Regions from separate parts of the Drosophila melanogaster genome. Here region 2 is linked to region 1. A link is a contact called in public Hi-C data. All regions are on one chromosome and are shown on one strand. The core of a region is the stretch at or near the end of the contact, and the rest is flanking DNA. Distances in the headings are between cores, read along the strand shown. Region 1 overlaps dnc (dunce). Region 2 holds the start of CG14269.

Region 1 (6,452 bases), core at 3,825-6,324:
ACCCGGAAAAGGTGAAATGTGAGATGAATTGAATTGAGCGGATGCAAAGCAGATGAAAATTCACAAAAGCACGCGATACAAGACGAAATATGAAAGTTTGGAAAGAACATTTGAAAATGCTGAGCCACCCGCAATGAGACTTACAAAACAGAGTATAAGGCTAAGAGATATCTATTAAAAATGCAAAAAGCTTTTTCCAAATATCTTTTTTGACTGCCAAGATATGCGGGCGGCGATTACTAAGTAAAATTGAGAGCATGAGCAGCCACAAGTGAGGCTAAATTCAAGGTAGGCACATACAAATCAAAAGGCGCAACTAAGCCTGCCTGTGTGTGATTTTTGCTCGTGTTTTTCCAGCTGGCCATGTGTGTCCATGTGGACGCACACAGTCAAAGCAAGCGTAAAAGTAGAATGAACGGAAACGTTACTGGCACAAGGACCTCGAAAAGTATGCAACATTAAGTGTTGTCGTTGCTTTTTTGTCCTGTGCCTGCTTTTATTCTTCTTGAGCCCCTTTTGGAGAAACCCCTGAGCCAACCCCCTGCGCCACCCCCCTGCCACTTGAAGATCTGCTTCTTATGTGCCATTTCTGCACAAGTTTCGCTAGCTGTCAACGTCCTGCGGACACTTGGGGCCTGCCTACATACATATATTCAACTTAAATCTGTCAAGACCAAATGGAATTAGTTTGAGAAACATTGCTTTAAACGAACACTGCTAAAGGCTGTGAAACAATTGGTGAAAATGAATGCTGATTTATAGGTGTCAATTTGTAGGCACAAAACCTTAAGTGCCTCATTTTTACTGGCAACTCAAAAAAAAATCCTATTTAGCAAAATACTCATTTACTTATTAATAAGAGCATTCAGCAAAAGCATTCTGTTGTCAGAAAAACTCAAAATTTTATCCACTTTGTCTACCTTTTTCCTTTATTTTCCAACAACTCATTAACAAAAATGCGCAAAGAAAATAAGAGCATCAAGTTGAAGGGAAAACAACGGCAAAAAACGTGCTCGAGTCTTGCTCATCTCGAAAGAGTCTCTTGAGAGAATAAACGAAGAATGTCTCGAGAAGAATATAAGAAAATAAGAGAAATGATGAAAATAAAGAAATGCGATAATGAAATACAAGTTTTCGCACTAATCAACTTTTAAATGAACTGTAAGTCAAGTGTTGTTTTCTATATGCATATGGTTTTATTCCCTTAATTTTTTTTTTTTTTTTTTTTTTTTTGCACAGTAAAGTTAAATTATGAAAATGTCAAGAACAATGTACATGTGTCGTACCGAGACCAGCACCCACACACATATAAATGAATAAATGCCAGGAACAATTTACATAAAAATATTTGTGCCGAAAACTTTTCAACACCCCAAAAAGAGAGAAGTGAAATTTTCCATATGAAAAACAAAATGTGTGCTCTTGGCGGTTAAGAAGGGGGAATTTTCGGGCAAGTTTATCAAGTGAAGCATCGCCTAATCAAGAACTCGGGATCCCGAAACGCCGACCGCACAATTTACAGCATTTCATACCCGCCGAAAGTCACCATTCATTCTACCACTTGAATAATGCTGTGTGTGTGTGTTCTGTATTTGCTCAAGCTGAAATTTTCAATTTGAGCACACAAAACTCATTAGAAGACAACTTTGTAAACCCTCAAAATTATAACATTAAAAAGGGGCCAATATATTTTGGGATGAAAGCGAGTTAACCAAGTTCTTTGCTAGATACTTTTTGTATACAAAAGTACACAAATATTCTAAAGTTTTATATAAAATAAGACCGCAAACTCTCATCTCAACTTATGCTAATAAATGTGTGTAAAACCTATATATGAAAACAAAGGATATATATTCACTATTCAACTATGAACGAAACTTGTGGCATTGAAATTAATATTGCGATCCCTAATTTTTTGCGTCTGTCACGCGCTCATCTCTATGCCTCACGTAATGCTCACGAGTGCGTTCGCTTTCGATTCAATCAATTCTTTATGTCTTTATTAATATTTATGCGATGCTGCCGACAATCTGCGTATCTGTGTGAGAGCTTTTACGTCAGAGAGAGAGAGAGAGCTCATAACGAATCCGTGCCCCAAAATGTATGCAATGAAAATGTTGTAAGTGCTTTAATTTTATTTGAAGGATGATTCGGGTTACGCCACTTTGGCTCGTGGATTTTATGTAATAATTCGATTCGAATATAATTTGGCTTATCGCTGCATTTACGGCTTAAATTCGCCGTTCTTAAAGAAACTTTTCTCGACTGCTTTTTCCATTTATTTTCAGTAATATATGAAAAATGCAACTACAATTAATTTACAACGCCTATGAAATCCGCTTTAAAAGTGTTTTTCTTTCTACAATTGCGCAAAAGATCCCTAAGCCCTGGCATTTCCATCATGCCACTTTCGTGCCAATCGAATTTCCAGCCCTGCTTCTGCTCCAAAAAAAAAAAAATAAAAATAAAAATAAAAAACCGAAATGGAAAAGAAACAACTTTAATTGAAATCTTGGCTCTGAAAGCGACTTTATGCAATTTCAAAATACTTCCTGACCCAGGAAGAGAAAAACCAGTGGCGAGGACCAAAAAGTGGAACTTTGCTTTGGCTGCTGTGCAAAAGTTTTGCCAAACAACTTTGGCTCAAAGACAAAAGCACTGGCAGTGGCAAAAGGAAAAAAAAAAATAGCAGACAGAGGGCCAAAGAAAACAAGAGTACGAGGGAAATGGCAAATGGAAATGTGTTTTGCTTTCCCACCAGTCAAACAAGCAACTAGAGTGACAGTTGTTGCTCCCTAGCACAGACTGATATTCCCCCCAAAATGGTACAGTTGCGCTCAAAAGGTTCTAGACTCACACAAAATTGCATCGCGCCACGCCATATCGGTAATTGTATATTGGGCAACAGATATATAGCAGAAATGATCGGTCATTAAGCCATAAAGATCGGGCAATTAACTCGGATCGGATCGTAAAACGGCAGCCGATGAGCCCGGCTAATTGGGCCCTCGCAAAATTGGTTCAACAATAATCGTAATCGTGCCTCGCAGTTGGTAAACAAATTTTACCTCTAAAATAATGGCTTCGGGTGCATAAATAACCGCAAAATGTTGAGACGTTACTACATATATCAACGCTAAACAAACAATTTCTAAATGAATAGTTTAAGTGTGAATATATCGCGCGATAAAATATACAAAAGCATGTTATTAAAGTTCTAGAACAGATTTCAAAACACAAAAAAGGAAATCAAATTCATAATATGGCCCCAGTCATCGAAAAACTCTCTCGGCTCGACTCTCCAGACCTTATAAATAGCATTTATAGGGGGGGGGGGGCTGGCTTATGGTTTGGTTTTTCCACAATCATAAAACTCAGACCAGGTTCATAAATGGGGTTCTGTAAATTGCGTCGCTTGTCTAGCAAGTTCATTCCATTCTCTAGATTGTAAAAGCCCAGCGTTGTTGGCTGCAGATATGAGGGCAACCAATTTTATAACGATCATGAAGACGGGTGGAAAAAAAAAAACAAAAAAAAAAACAGCCAAGTAGTGAAATGGCGGCTAACAAGGAAATTTATCAAAATCTAGTTTTATGGATTCGGTAGCAAAGAAATGTCTGTGACAATGGATTCAACAAAGGTTTGTTTTTATATCAATAGATATGTGATGTGGCATTTTATGATTTTAGCATTTACATTTACTTTGCATTTCAATGTCAATGTCTCTCAGAGACAAAGACACATCCGCACAAATCTTTGACGTTGATGTGGATTTTCCAGGCAACATGTGACGGAAAACGGAAATTAAAATCCATATATCCCAGTGCAAGTATATAATACTTTTCAAATATATCCGTTTCAAAAGTTAATTAACAATAGGCCCTTGAACGCGATTAAAGACTGTTTTGGCTCCTATTTAAATATTCCTTTAATACCACTCTTCGTTTCCAAAATGATCTTTCTTTTTTATGCCCCCGGACGATTTATTTTCATTCCGCAAACAGTTTTATGGCTCCCCAGCAGAAGCACACACACACACACACACACACACGCAAATGGAGAAAAAATGCAAACTTTCTTTTCCACCTGCGCATAAATTTCTCATTCCGCCAAGGATATGGGGAATGTACACAAGTGGAGCGAGCAGGCGACCTAGTTTTTTCTTTATTATTTTTTGTTAATTTTTTTAAGAAGCAACAGGAAGCATTCTGGCCAAATCACTTGATTAAAAAAAAAAAAAAAAATGCCCAAACATTTTCTTAAATATTTTCAATTTGATTTGGTTCAATTATGTGTGTTCCATGATTACATAGACAGGACGCCTACTTATTTTACCACGCTTATGAGTTCACGCACACACACACACACATGCTTTGAACCGCACATTTTCTTTCGCATTTTCCCTAACGGCTTTTCCTGGCATTTTGCAATTATTGCTCCTGCTGCGTCTGCTCGAAGAATGTTGGGATAAATTCTACATGCACAGGAATTTTCAATGTAAATAGTGCTTCAAAGCACTTAAGAGGCGATTTTAGCCAGGGTACAGAAGTACAGAAAAAAACGATGCAATGATATAGAAAGGAAATCAATAGAATAGAGCTATCAATTAGGTGAATTAAATAGAATCGTAAAAATATAAAATACCAACTTCTTAATAAATACCAAATTCTTAATAAATAATGCATGTATATCCTTTTCTCCTAATCTCTTAGTCTGAAAATAGTTTTGACCTTTCGAAACGTTTGCTGCTTTTGATGCCTTTTGCTTTTAAACTTTTTGTTTCCCCTGCGACCTTTCGCAAGCAGCTATCGCATCGAATTAATCAAAACTTTTGAGTTATCCAATTAGCGCGCGTCGAAAAGTTTATCACCTAGCCCATAACATAACCTCAAACCTCTTAACCCCTCGTCGCCCCAATCGGATTCCCCTATTTGCCGATGGAATGAGAAGCATAAAAATTGAGAAACTACCCAACAACGAGGGGGCCTTTTCAAACGATAGAAAGACGAAAGAGAGAGATAGAGAGAGAGGGGCGGCGAGTGCTTGCGGTGAACTTCATACAACACGTAATTGCTCCACGAGAAAGAGACGGACACATGGGCACTAGAGAGCGACGGGTATACAGATTCCCATTGCTTACCGTTATGGAGATTGAAGATGCGAATTGGGCGCTGGATGGGTCGTAAAGTGTAGCAGCTGTTTAGCAGGAAGGAAAGCATAAATGAAAATCAATAAATACAAAATTTATGGTTCGTAAGAGGGGGGCAAAAAAAAAAATAAAAAATAAAAAAAAGGGGCTTAAATTAACTCACGCACACATCGCAGAAAGAGACGGCAACTCGTTTGCGGCACGCGGAGTAGGGAGTCAGGGAGTCAGACTTTTAGAAGCAAACTGGAAAACCGCCAAACGAAATCGATAAATCTGCAACCACACAGTGCGTGCAAAAAGAGGACGGCATGATAATGCAATTGGCCAATAAATCATCGCATAAAACTACATTAAAAAGTCGGTACACGCACACACACTGTAAGAACTTCCAGGGAGTTCTTGCAATGCATTGAAAATAGAACAATCTTTCTATTAGGCAAATTATCGTGCATTAATTTGATATTCGAAAATGCACTTCGAATCAAATTGAAGTTAAGTGTTTTCAATCTAACCAGCTTGCTTTAATCGAATATCGCAGTTTATTTCTCTCCCTGCACAACTAACACGTAGAAGATCCCCCCCATCGGCTTAGTCAATCACAGCTGAGTGCATCCAGCCATCAATCAATTAATCAATCAAATAAATGTCCGACACCGAGCGGCCCTCAATCGTTTACATCAGTCAGCAATTTGCTATCAATTAGATAATGGCTTATCGTCAGAGTAATTCGAGTGACGAAAGTAGCTCACACCCCTTCCTTTTGCATTTTTTGTCTTTTCCCTCTCTCTTTCTCTCTCTCTCTCTCGCTCTCTGTTTTTTGCTTAACCCACTAAGCACACTTCAGCATGATTTATGGCTAAAGCGAGATAGCGCTAGTAAACCTCTCGAGAAGCCAAAAACTTGGAGCTACCAAAACAATCGCTGGGACACATATTAGCCATAAATCTGTATAACACTCGCGGCCATAAATCAATATTGAAATGCTAAATGGAAAGCCACAGCTACAGCAACAATTGGCCACTACAGTTAGCCATAAAAGTCAAGAAAACACCGTCGATTATCTCGGTAAGTCTAAAGAGACTCAGACGGCGCCAAACAAAACAAAGCGATCCAATCGAATCAATTGGAATCGAAATCAGATCGCATCTGATCCAACCCGATCACTTGAACTTTGCCCTTTTGGTTTTCCAACCATGCGATTGTGTAGTGTAGTGTGACAGTGGCGGTCACAAATCTATGTACATTCCCGAGCATTTCGTATTAAATACCTCGAAGCAGTTAGTTTTTTTGCACAGTGCATTGC
Region 2 (6,879 bases), core at 3,854-6,353, 140 kb before region 1:
TTTTTTTTTTTGTTTTTATTGCTGTAATGTGGCAAAGGTCTCGCACGTGTAACAACGCGTACATACACTCAAAGAAATTCGCACACCCACAAGCACACAATCGTTGTGGAGGCAGCGAAACTATTTTAAATGCTTTAGCTTACAATGTTGCCGGTCGGAAACTGCGTAAAACAATTTTAATCGCACATGCCAGTGGCTCGTGTTTGGCATTCGTGGGTGGGTGGGGATTTTGTGTGAATGGGGTGGTGCGGTGCGTTGTGTGGTTGGCGGTGGGCGGTGGGCAGTATGCGTCTGTTGGTGGATAAATGGATGGAGTGGCGGCTGAGGCCATGTTTACATCACCCAGACATCGCCATCAACGCGCGTGCAAATCTACAATATATTTTGGCGCATTTTGAACAAATTTATTACTAGTGTGCGGCGTGAAATCATTTCGCATCATAATCAATTGAATTTCCGATTTGGTGTTTGCATTTCGAAACAAATGCCATGCAGCCATAAAACTCAAGAGTGCTCAAAAAAACTAATTTTCAAAAATATACATATATACATTGATCAAATGTACTCCCTTTTTTTTTTTTGCCCGTTTGTCCGTGCCAACGACTTTTTGATTATGTTGAAAGTTTTGCCTCGCGCTTATGTGGCGCAGCACATAAATAAAAGTATATGGCTTCCCATACCGACATCTCCATTTCAGGCATCATCATCATTTTTTATATTCCTGCCAACTGTCATTAGCTTCCTTCGGCCGTGTTATTTATCTGGCGGATGCATAATTGCGTATTATCAGCGTTTTACATTGACATTCTGTGCATTTTTAATGACTTCTTTTGGGCCGAAATAAAGGAATCGACTGTCTTGCTGTCTGCCTGCTGACTGCCGAGGCTCGCAATGGAGGGCATACTGTACCGAATGGTAGGGATACAATCGCAGATAGCGAATGAAAGGCTTAAGTGTACATCATTGACATTTGACAGGCAGACAGAACATTTATTTATATACATATATATATATCATAAGCATATACATGTGGATATGTGTGTACATTTTTGCCACCCTCACTGCCTTAATTTTATGCAGCGTCAAAGAACAACATTATCTGTATTTTATTTTTATTTTTTGCTTGTTTTAATATTATTTTTGGCTGGATACCCAACTCAAATCTCTCGGTTCAATGATGGAACTTGTTGATTCTTTGCGCCCTGCACATTTGACTCCTGTCAATTGAAGTGCGGGAAAATGAGTGGAGTTTTGCGACTGCAAATGAATTCAAATTAACGGACATTGCAAGTCTGATTTTTGTTGTTGAAAAAGTACATACATATATGTTTCTTTTTTTCTTCTCTTTATTAATTACTCCGTTAAGGAGAAACTTAAACCAAACATTATCGATCGTACTATGGAATAAAAACAAATTCATATTTCATGATAGGGCGAAATATTTTCTTGTTCGCAGAATTTTCAACTCCTAACTTCCGCTTGGATCCAGAGCCAGAGCAAGACTTCCTGGAAATGGATATTGGGCCACTTGAACTATATATGTATTTTATGGACGGCAGCCATGGGAACTTGAATGGGGATGTGTCGGGACCGGGCACAGCAAAGTGCCATAAATAATACGAATAATAAAGTGTCAAATCCTTGAGCAGCCGACAAAGCAAAATAAATCAAATCAAATGCGAAAAGAATGCCCCCAAAAAAAATGCTGGATTTTTTTTTATTTATTTTTTCTGATAGTGAAACACATCCGCATTTGGTGCAATTAGCCTAACACACATGCTCACACAATTGAAACCTATCTTATTGTTCGGTTTATTTTGATCTCGGAACTGGCGCTATTTATCGAAAGATCGTGGCGATTCCACACCCCCTGCCAATTTGGGATGCGGAACTGAATTGAATTAAAGATGCTACTCCAGCAGTCGAATGATTAATTTGACAAGAAACGATGTTCTTCTCGTTCGAAATGAAGAACTATATTTGGTAGGTAGCATGAATTACGATCAAAAGCACACAATTTTTGGAAGTGTGTTTGAACCAGTTCTATTATTTGCATTGGATGATTCCGGCTCTACTTGACATTTAAATGAAAGAGTTCTTTCTTTTTTTTTTTGTCAATTAAACATTCTTAATCACTGCAAACATGAAAGAAATCCGAACGATACACTTAAATGAATTGAGTCGATCAAAAAATAATTGGTTGGAATGGTTGTATTCATTGCAATATTCATAATAAATCATTTCATTCTACAATTTGGAACAACTATTTCATTATTCAACTAATGCCAAAAGCTCCAATGACCAACTCAATTGCCATTGCCAATTTAGTACGTATTAATTAACCATTTCCTGTCACATTATTATTACACCAGCCTGTTAACACAATTATTCATTCCATCTGATAGCGTCGATCTTCAGCTTTTTTGGACACACTTCTTTTTTTCTTTTTTTTTTTTTTTTGGTGGCCGCAAAAGTGTTTTGTATTTATCGTAAGTGTTTCCCTTGGCAAACCCATTATCCCATCCCAGCACCCGAATGAGGCAATCTGTATGTTGTATATGAATCACGGATCGCTTAGATCTGGAAACTTGTCCGGGCCACTTGGCCATAAATCAGGCGGGGCGACAATCGTGTACAAAGCCATGTTGTACATGCCTCGACTTCGGTTTGCACTTGTCAAAAATTCGCACATTTCTGATTCGCTGCTGCGGCTCACATTTTTTTTTTTTTTTTTTGGGTCTTGATTTCTGATTTCTGACTCGATGATCGGCCTCCAAAAAGTGCGTGCGGTGGTGTGTTGTCATTGTCGTGTAGCCGGCAATTAAAATTGGTCCCCTTCCGCTGGCCACCGCACCTCGCAAACCCCCTTGAACCATCAACGAGACCCACATGGAAGCAACTCGAAAAGCGCCCAAGAAATTGGCCAGGGCAGCTGTTAAATAATTTATGAAGTGCGTAGGGTTTCTGGCGCGCATTTCAAGCAGCTCGAGAGCCCCAAACGCAACTCATTTCATTTATTTCACTTCCAAAAACTCCGGCCAAATATTTGCGCATCGCTCACGCACTTTTTTTTTTTTGTGGACTGCCGCGATCAATTTGGTCGAGGCGTCTCCTTTGCAGATACTCTAATTAAAAGGAGTATCTGTGTTGCGACGATTACAAACTCGTAGAATTCTTGGCAATTTACAAATTATACCTACGAATTTTCACTAGTCTTTGTGAATGTTGAAGATTATATTGCCCAACTGTTAAGGCAATTAGATCATTATTATGTAATGATAATGACACAAAAAGAAGAGTATTTACTACTCGACTTCACTATTCATTTGCATTTGTCGATTTTTTGTTTGGCCCGTTTCAATTTTGTATGGTTTTGTTAGCCGGAAAATATTTGGCCACGCAGGTTTTTTTCTGTTTTTTTTTTTTCTTTTTTGTCTTCGGTGCGTTCCTCATTAAACATTTTGGCCAAAAATCCACTTGCGATCTGCATGCAAATGCCGCTGATTAGCCGGGGCGCCGAGTTGGCCATAAATCAATAGGCCTTTGCGCCTTGGCTGCCACACGAGCCACAAAAAGTCCGCAAGTGAAAAGTAAACTGGCCCAGAACGGAACCCAAAAAGTCGGGCTCAAAGCCAGCTGCAATCTGCGGAGAGCGTCTTTGCGATGGTCTGGCCTGCTTATGGTACGGTCTATTCCCCGCCAGATCCGGATCACGAATGTTCGCTCAACCTTGGCGTACAGTCAGGAAAGTCCGTCGAGGGTCGAGGGTTGTCTCTGCACTGCTAGAAAAAACGGGACTCTAATTTCCCAACATTGAGCAGTATTCATACGTACAGTCAGGAAAGTCCGTCGAGGGTCGAGGGTTGTCTCTGCACTGCTAGAAAAAACGGGACTCTAATTTCCCAACATTGAGCAGTATTCGTAACGAAGGGAAAATGTCAAAAGGCAAAAAAGCAGATTTAAAAGGCCCTATACAACACTGCATACTTTACTCGAATGTAACTGTTTTTTTTTTTTGCTCAGTGTGGCCAGGGGAAGTGTTAAGCTTGCCACAGAAAGTGGAAAAAAGAGCCTGATTAATTATGAATTGAGTGTCTGAGCCGAGTTGCCTGCACTTGCACTTCTGGCTTTTTTTTTCGTATTTTCATATTTCACTTGTTGCACTTGCGGCACTTTTTATATTTTTACGCTTGCAGAGCTCGCCTGCAGACTTCATACTGGTCATATGTATATATATATATATATGTATATATTGTCTGTGCGAACAGAGGTGGGGGCCCAAAAAGGGGCGTAGCCGGGGTCAGCGGCGAGTTTTGCAAAGGGGGAGGCACTCGAGCAACAACTTTCGTCACGCCACTCAGTGTAGTTGAAATGAGGAGCGGTTCAGCGAATCGGGCTACCGATATCTTCAAAACTATATATACTTTATATTCTCAAGCGTTATGATTGTGAGAATTTTATGATCAAATCAATAGAAATAGAATAGAAGTAAAACAAGTAAAGTTGATAATTGCAATTGAACAAACAAAATGATTGCTCTTTACAGATAGAACTTGCAACTTGGCCCCTGATCCGCTCCTGGCTCGGCTGTTGCACTTGCCACTTCACTTGCAACATGCACTAATGCTCAACGGCACGTCCCAGTGTCTTTATCATATAAACGGTGCGATTTAAATTAATAATTAAAGCGAGCTTGTGGTTGTGGTCCCCGGTCCGTTTTCAATCGTCTGGGGCCCTAAGTCTTTGGACTTTGGGCCCGGAGTCACGAGACTTTGAGCCATCTGCCGCCGGCAGGTGGATTGCAGGTGGATGCGAGCGGATTAAGCTGCCCACCCTTGATGCCATAAATCAACGGGGACATTGGGCTAGGTGCTCGCTGCTCTGTGCTCAGCCAGATGAGAAGTTGACCGGTCTGGTTCATCGCATCCCAGCGAGCCCATTGAAGACGAGCGAGCAAGAGCTCCGACTAGACCATATATTTATGTATGTACTTATCATACTGACATCTTAGGCGATCTAGCCATTATAGCTTATGACTTCAAGCTGATTCTTAAGTTTTTAGCAGGCTGTTAGGTTAGCTTTGCCACTTCTGTCAAATGGGCTAAAAGCGAGTTGACTAGCTCAAAATTTTTCGTTCGTTTCGTCGCTCTCGAAAATCGAAAATCGAAAATCAGAGGGGACAAACTATGTCAGAAGGGTCAGTTGAAGAGTAACAGATTTGAACGCACTAATTGAATTGAAAACTAGTTATGCTGGTCATGGACGCATTGTTTAACAGCCTATTGGTGGTCAGTTCCGGCTATGCGATCTACACTCTCCATCCAATGGAAACACCCTATGGCTATGCAACAGCGGCCTTGAGCCTGGTCCATGGAATTTTGGGAATGGTGCGAGCGGCGAGCAACGACGATGACGAATGCAATCGGGTGCGATTGATTACGTCGGGCATCATGGAGATAGTACCGCTGCCCCTGACCAATATGGAGCTGTATCTGAAGTCCACCAATCCGGGCTTGGCTTTGGCGCACACATGTTTTGTGGTGCCATTAGTCTACGATATGTTGGCCAAAGTGGTTGACACCGAGGATACCGTAACGGAGACCCTTAAGGAACTAACACTGTTGGGCAACGTTGTGTCCATGCTCTTTTTGGGCGTCAACGAGTCGAATAATATGTACGGCATCTTGGCTGCCATCGCTTTTGGTGCTCGATACGGTTCCGCTTTTCTCGACTACTACTGGAAGGGATTAGGTGCCGAATTCACCCTACTGGCCCACTCCATGTTTGTCCTACTGATGACGATGACCCTTTCGGCGAAATGAAGACCAATAGACCTCCCAGAATATAACCTATCCGCATTCAAGGCCAGCGGTTAGGTTCGTTGGCTTTCAGCTCAATAAACTTGCAATTAATGTTGGCAAATTAAAATGCAAAAATAAACATTAATTGTTTTGTCACATTCGCAGCACGACCAAAAAACTTAAGTGTCTACATCTCTCTTTTGTCTGCCCCTTTTTGTCGCCAGCGCCAGCACACGATCTCCATCATCCAAAGATCCAGAGAGATCCAGCTGTGGATAACATTTTAGCTTCAATTTACAACGTCAGCGGCGAGCGCCAAATGAGCCAAATGAGCTGATCCCCATTCAAAACCAAAAAAAAAAAAATGAAAAAACAAGGCTTGAGTTAAGATGGACGTGCTCTTAATATATACACTTAAATACCAAGATGCATGATCATAAATGGATTTTGTTCTTCCAGCAAAAATCAAAAATTCATTTAAAATAATATCCCAACCAGTTGATAAGAACCGGGAAATACATATGTCTGTATTTCCGGGAGCGAGTCAAGGACATGACCAAATAAATGTGGCCTACTTTTGGGAGCCGGGACGCGTCAATCTCGTAGGCTAAATGCTAAAATACCGGGGCCATTAAAACCAAACAACAAAAAACAGCGGAAAAGAGCTGCGAACTCGGCGAATGGTTAATAATTTATGCATTTTAATTAATTGCCAGTTGCGGGACCCCGTTGCCAGGTTTTTATGATGGCTCTGAGCGTTCGGAGATCGGAGATCGGTTATATACCCCCCCTTTGGCGCTAATCATGTCGTCATTTGCATTTCAAGGGACTAGCTGTATTCAACAGACATCCATTTTTACAAAAATGCAACAAAAAAAACCAATCACAAAATTCGCACAAATTCAATAAGAACATAGAAGCCAAGAATATTATTGCATCGAGACGAATATTGTACACCGAATGTGACTGCGCAAGTTCAAAAACCTGCAGAGCGAGTGACTCAGTCGGTTAAAAAAGCCGGCCGGCATTGGCGAATGTCTCCTCTTATTTTTCTCATTTTATTTTTGCCGGCAGCTTT

Evidence for each region. Hi-C and Micro-C count contacts between places; a contact is called where the count stands out from the background.
Region 2: a Hi-C map of the S2 cell line shows a contact between it and region 1, with 1.6 times the contacts expected there. The contact joins the promoter of CG14269 here to the enhancer-like site in region 1. A contact is called at or near these places in 6 of 107 Hi-C or Micro-C datasets (the Kc167 cell line and the S2 cell line) and 1 of 6 datasets of contacts at active chromatin or transcription factors (the Kc167 cell line).

Annotation. Positions count from the first base shown.
Region 1 is chrX:3,297,668-3,304,119 of dm6, reverse strand. All of the region lies in intron 4 of dnc (dunce), which reads right to left. Among named protein-coding and RNA genes, the nearest start is that of CG10793, 16 kb to the left of the region's middle. Within about 2 kb of position 5,074, at least 18 of the 39 cell types and tissues checked have an H3K27ac peak or open chromatin away from gene starts, as enhancers often do. A contact at or near this core is called in the S2 cell line, where this site is marked.
Region 2 is chrX:3,434,031-3,440,909 of dm6, reverse strand. CG14269 reads left to right here and starts at 5,103. Exons shown (of 2, transcript NM_001272278.1): 1 at 5,103-5,197; 2 at 5,248-5,967. The coding sequence starts at 5,250. The coding sequence ends at 5,822. The region is part of intron 1 of CG12535; the gene reads left to right. All of the region lies in intron 2 of lncRNA:CR44999 (long non-coding RNA:CR44999), which reads right to left.